Regions from separate parts of the Zea mays genome. Here region 2 is linked to region 1. A link is a contact called in public Hi-C data. All regions are on one chromosome and are shown on one strand. The core of a region is the stretch at or near the end of the contact, and the rest is flanking DNA. Distances in the headings are between cores, read along the strand shown.

The links. Hi-C and Micro-C count contacts between places; a contact is called where the count stands out from the background.
Region 2: a Hi-C map of ear shows a contact between it and region 1, with 2.0 times the contacts expected there. The contact joins the promoter of LOC100280148 here to the promoter of LOC100382102 in region 1. A contact is called at or near these places in 3 of 25 Hi-C or Micro-C datasets (ear, leaf and tassel).

What each region holds. Positions count from the first base shown.
Region 1 is chr3:197,214,958-197,217,904 of Zm-B73-REFERENCE-NAM-5.0, forward strand. LOC100382102 (dyggve-melchior-clausen syndrome protein) reads right to left here and starts at 1,381. Exons shown (of 18, transcript NM_001174863.1): 1 at 948-1,381; 2 at 1-30. The coding sequence starts at 1,146.
Region 2 is chr3:197,867,960-197,871,012 of Zm-B73-REFERENCE-NAM-5.0, forward strand. LOC100280148 reads right to left here and starts at 1,766. Exons shown (of 11, transcript NM_001153080.2): 1 at 1,578-1,766; 2 at 180-469. The coding sequence starts at 450. It overlaps LOC100383324, which reads right to left. Exons shown (of 5, transcript NM_001175982.2): 5 at 2,081-3,053. The coding sequence ends at 2,537.

The DNA of each region.
Region 1 (2,947 bases), core at 131-2,630:
CAAGATGCTTTGTTTGGTAGTTATTCTCGGCTGCAGATGCACATAACTAAGACCCATAAGCATAGATAATTACGAGTTAAATATATTTGAAAATCCAAACATATAAATGTTAAAGCAGAGCATCAAGCGAACTAAAGTGGGAGTTCGAAACAGTATGCAGTGTATCGCCATTGCATTGGCACATCAGCAAGGTCACTAATTACTGGGGGCATGAAGCACAATCGTTGGTCTCAAGTGGTTCAAACCACAAGCATTTGACACCATGAATTACAAAACCAATCATCAATTATACAGTAGTTCGCAGTGTTTCCATCAAATGTCCAAAATTAGCGCTAGACAGCTAGCACTTAATGTTCAGTTTTAATCATCACTTCCCTTCTCCTCAAGCGGTCAGTTACCAAAAACGGGGATTGCACATTTTACTCGCTGAGCTAGTTCAAGTAAAAATAAACCCGGTCAGTTCAAGTAAAAACAAACACAGTTTACGAACATGCCAATATAGCATAATTTGCAACAAAATCAAGGCCAGGCTAGGCTCGGAGTAATTAGGAACATGCCTCACCGATTCCAACAAGCCAGCATGAAATTCGCCAGAACGGCAACTAAACCCCGCAGGATCCCCATCATAAAATAAACACACAGAAACCTCAAAATCCGCAGAAATCGACACCTAAAAAAAACTCCCAACGACACAATCAGCGTAGCCAACATGCCATAAACGCCCTGCCAATCTAGCGGTTCGCCTCAAAGACGTGAACCCACCGCGCGGTGCAAACGACGATCCCCAGCCACACAAACCACATGATCATGATCCGCATTACCCCACAGATCAAAACACTCAAAGGAAGGGGGGAGTAAAAACATCTGACGCGACAGCACAAGGAAGCAATCAGCACAGCCGCGAAATTTCCTCAGGTTGGACGTGGATCTCGAGGGATGGTACTCACCGAAGGCGTGGCACGCCTGCAGCACGCGGTCGCGCGGCCACTGCAGGGTGAGGGGCAGCTCGAGCAGCTGCTTCCAGAACTCGGAGGAGATTGGGTAGGCCTTCTCGCCGACCAGCGCCGTGAACATCTGCTCCGCCGCGCTGGGCGACGGCGCCGCGCCTGCCGCGCCCAGCCTCGGCGTCGACGGCGCCGCGCCCATTGGATCTGAGCCTACGAGTAGGAGGCCCCGGGCCCTAGGGTTTGACGTGAGCGAGGACTGGGCGAGAGGAAATGGCCGGCCAAGTAGAGTCGAGACGAAGCGAAGGTTTTAAACGGGAGAAAGGGAGCGTGGAGACTTCGGGCGGAAGGGAAGGGAAGGGAATGAGGTCGGGTACGACGTGCGAGCGTAGCGACTAGTCGGTGCGTTGGGTTTGAGGAGGTTTTGATCGGACTACGAAATGAGGGAAATAGCCAATTCCGTGTCCAAGCTCAAGGAGGACGTCTCATATCTATCCAAGTTATATTCCTTCTCATCTTCATACTTATATATATATTAATATAGGATTCATCTTATACTCATAAACATTCAAGTATTGGGTCAACATTCTCTACAAGAAAAACATTATCACATTATAATTTATATGATATTAACAGTTATACGACATCCACCAACAATACATTACCAATAAATTTGACATCAGACAAGAAAAACATTGTTTAATCATACAAAACAGCAAAAACGAGGTGACACATATACCGTCACCGTCTAGGTTTGGGAGGATTGGTTTTTAAAAGGATTACAAGAGGTAGGGTTAGTTCTTGTACTTATTGTCTGTTAGACTACACATCTAATTTACTGAGTGAATATTACCCTAGGTAATCGAGTTTAGACCATACTCATACTCGCTTATCCGATGGTTGAGGATTTTATCCCATATTTATACTCATGGAGATTTTTTCCATACTCTGACCCTAATATGTAATTCCTCACGAGTTAACAGTATGGGGTCCCTATTAACTTCTTGTTAGCAGTTTCTAGAAGGTTCTGGAATAGGCAGAGGAAGAAGAAGAGATAACTTGGAAGAGGGAAAATATTTGTGTTCTGTGTTATTTCTTAACCCTCTCAGATGTGTCTCAGCATATCTATCTATATGATTCATTACAGCCAGGCTCTGTCAACACGCACGGCCCAACAATTACACGGCCCACTGCGGCCCGAGATATTTAGTATTTGGACGTCTTTCACGTGCTCCCTTTCCCGCCCCTTGCCGGTCCATCGGAACAGCTGACACAGACGTTGTCTTCTCCGCTTGCTCCCTTGCTACATGGTCGTCATTGCTCGCATTCCCCCTTGCTTGAGCAGCCGCTTGCCCCAAAGTTGGCACCTCCGGAAACCTGGCACATAGTTCTTCTGTGTCTTCCCATGTAGCCAAGGCTATGTCTAGGCCGGACCAGCGCACCTTAACTTGAACGATCAATTCTCCGCCTCTGGTAATCATCCTGCGTTGTAGAATCTACTGAGGTACCTGAAGACGTATAGTATCATGAGGTAAATGAGGCACATCAACATGATTACGACCCACCACTATCTTCAGTTGAGACACATGAACGACTGGATGCATAGCACTTGACTCAAGTAACTGAAGATACCAATACACTCCAAGACTTTGAATGGACCAAAGAACCGAAAGGAAAGCTTGTTGTTGGATCGCTTAGCCATAGATGATTGAATATAAGGCTGCAACTTCAAGTACACCATGTCACTGACTGCAAATTCATGTTCGGGGCGCTGCTTGTGTGTCTGCCGCTTCATACGCGTCTGAGCGCGCAGGAGATGCAATTTGATGACCTTTGTCTTGATCTCACGCTCCTGTAACCATTCGCCCAAGTCAGCTGGGGCGACTGCATTATCACCTGTTATCAAATTCTTTTCTATTGTCACTTCTAATCTTCTTGATCTTGCAATCAAATTCATTTTGAGCCTTCTTGGCAAACTTCTTAAATATAGATGCAACTTTAGA
Region 2 (3,053 bases), core at 516-3,015, 650 kb after region 1:
ATTAGAAATTGCACAACAGCAGATTTGGATAGGACAATGCCACAGTGGCAGCCTTTTATAGAAGAATACAACAGTGATAACTATAGCTGTGGAGTGCCATAGGCTTCATTTGTTTTTATCACCCAAAAAACAAGCCATGTGAAAGACGGCAAATGATTCTGGGTTTATATAGAACTTACCTATAAAGTACTGTTTCATGACATTTGCAGATGCAACCTGGCGTTCTATCTGTGTCATTTGGCCAATTTTTTCAGCAAGGGTCATCCTACCGATAAGATCCCTGATTCTAGAGTTAATAGGTTGCTTTGGATCCTTGTACTTCATGTACTCTGCATCTGCCATCGAAACAAAACATAGCAGTAGAAGGAATGGCCAGGAAATATTGGAGTATCTCATGTCTGAAAATTTCTTTGAAATAGTCTGGCCTAATGGTCTTGATCCCCGAACCATGAACAGAATTCAAGAGGCCCTAAATGAATCATTAGAGATTAGATAATTCAAAATCAGCATGCATATCAGAAAGGAAGTGCAAGTGTATGAACAAAGAAAATGGTTTTCTTTCGAAGGACACAACAAATGAGCTTCAAGACGTGATCTAATTAAGTTGTAACCCACGTCCCCCGCTGATCTTCTACAAGAAACGAAGCACACCTTAACATGTAGCAAAACACATGATGGCATTATCTTCTTGAGGGAAAATTATTGTTACCCCTTACTTGCTAAGTCACTCGTAAAAGAAGGGTTTCACACTGAGAATGTGTTCACAGATCAAAGTTTCAGCATCTCTATCAGTGTCCACAGAAGTGCAGTTTTCAGATACGTATCACTACAGTGAAATACGTACATTGGACACGGCTAAATGAGAACCATTTCCCAGCAGGTAAAGAATAGAAGAATTTGACAGCATACGGCGAGTACCGCGTCACTAATCATCAGCAAGGATAAAAAAGAAACTAGACTGATGGTGCTACTCAGGCATTGTTTGGAAGCACCCAGTTTTTAACAAACTGTTTATAAAAATTGATGTAGTTCCAAACATACCAGTTTATGACTCAGTTTATAGATATTAGATTCTTAGTTTATTAAAAACCAAGAAGCTGGCTTCTCCTATCTAAAAGATAAAAATTGGTTTTTTTAAATCTGGGTTGCTTCCAAACAGGGCCTCAGTCGTGTTGTCAACGAAAAATATGATATATTAACATGGTAACGAAGTCAACATGTCTCAGTAGATCTTATAGCTTATTCGATTGGCTTTAATCCATACATGTTTCTATAGATCTTATAGCCTATTCGATTGGCTTTAATCCATACCTGTTTCTATAGTGTTTACAGCTGGAAGCGAACAACCCATTAGTTATAAAATACTGGCCGCCAAATTAGCCGACAGCGGGACACTATAGTGGCATCCCCCGATTTCCCTGGAAATCCTAATGCGAGGCTGAAAAAGAAACAGCAACGCGGAAACCTCTTCCCAAGAAGCACACGAGCTGGTCTAAACGGAGAGCTCCCTGAGAGCAGCAGGAGGAGGAGGCAGCAGACGCTGCTGGTAGCTAGCTTAGTAGCAAGCCGGGACTTACAGCGGAGCAGCGGCAGAGGGAGAGGGTGAGCTCTGAGCTCACTCTGCAGCCGATTGCGTGCTGGAGCCGAGCTCAATTGGCGTCCCTGGCGCGCACATGCACGCACCGGCGAGGCCGGAAGTGGGAGCGGCGGTGCGAGGTGTCGTGATCTGTAGGCGAGCGCGGTGCTTTCGGAAGGAACATTCGGGGGCACGCGCTGAAAGAGGGCAGGCAGATGGAAACAGCATTTGTTGCACTTGCACACGGTACGAAACGACGTTTGGCATTCAACTGGAAAGCATTTCACAAGACAATTTACGCGAATGGGTGAACGCTCCAATTCGGTCCTCTCTATACATTCGACGCAGAGGTCTTGCTGAGGAAGTGTGCTGGGAAGAGTTGAACAAATCGCAATTCGCAGAACAAAACGAACAGCATGCCGACCGCATCCAGCAGATGCTCAAACTCGGGCGCATATCAACATACAGAAGCATTCCGAAAGACAACAAGCTCAAGTAGGAAGTATGAAAAAAGTCTGATCATGATAAATGTTGCGGATGGTCCATCCAGAGTTCAAGTCCTCTACTATAGGAGTGTAACTCAAGACTTCCGCACATAGTCAAACAAGTACAGCTTAATCTAGATACAATAGGAGTCACACAAGTCTCCGCATTAGGGACACTAATCGTAGTCCAGCGCAAGGCAGTCTTGTTACACTAGATTTTAGTACATCACGGGCAATGCTCAGCATCACAAGCTATATAATCATCACAAAGCATCCATCCTTTTGTCTGCTTTTATCTTCCTAAGTGGCAGTCCGGATTACGGCAACAGAAATCCCTGCATTTTCCCGGTGTGAGCAATCCCAGAGATATTATTTTGAAACCCAAATCCAGTAAACTTATAACGTGGGGTTCAGAGATATTATTTGCATAAGATATTTAGTTATTTATGGATGGTTTTGTCTCCCTGGGTTTGTCTCACCTTTGTTCCATGGAATAAGGTAGGCTGACAGCTACCCACTGATTATCGCTGATGGGAAGCACGGCCGCGCCTTCCGGGATAACCATATCAGTGTGGCGAGGGTAGACTTGGATTCTGTTGGTTGACATGTAGCAACCGCATCTGTCATTGCTGACAGGCATGGTTGCTGTTGGCACGCTTATTAGAGTAGGAGTAATGGTTGGGGATATGGGGGCTGAGTGGCCATTCACAGCAGGTGTGTTCTCTAGAGATGAGCTCATGCCTGGCTTTGGAATGAGCGGTTCATCAACTTGCAGAGATGAGTGGATCACTTCAGCTTCTGTGATTGGCTCTGCAAAGTGCAGTTTGTCAACTTTCAGAGACGAATTCACAACTTTAACATCCATGCTTCGCTCTGGAAGGGGCAGTTTGTCAACTTCAAGAGTTGAGTCCATTACTTCGATATCCATGCTTGGCCCTGGAAGTGGCAGTTTGTCAACTTCTGTAGATGAATATATTGCTTCAACTTCTGTG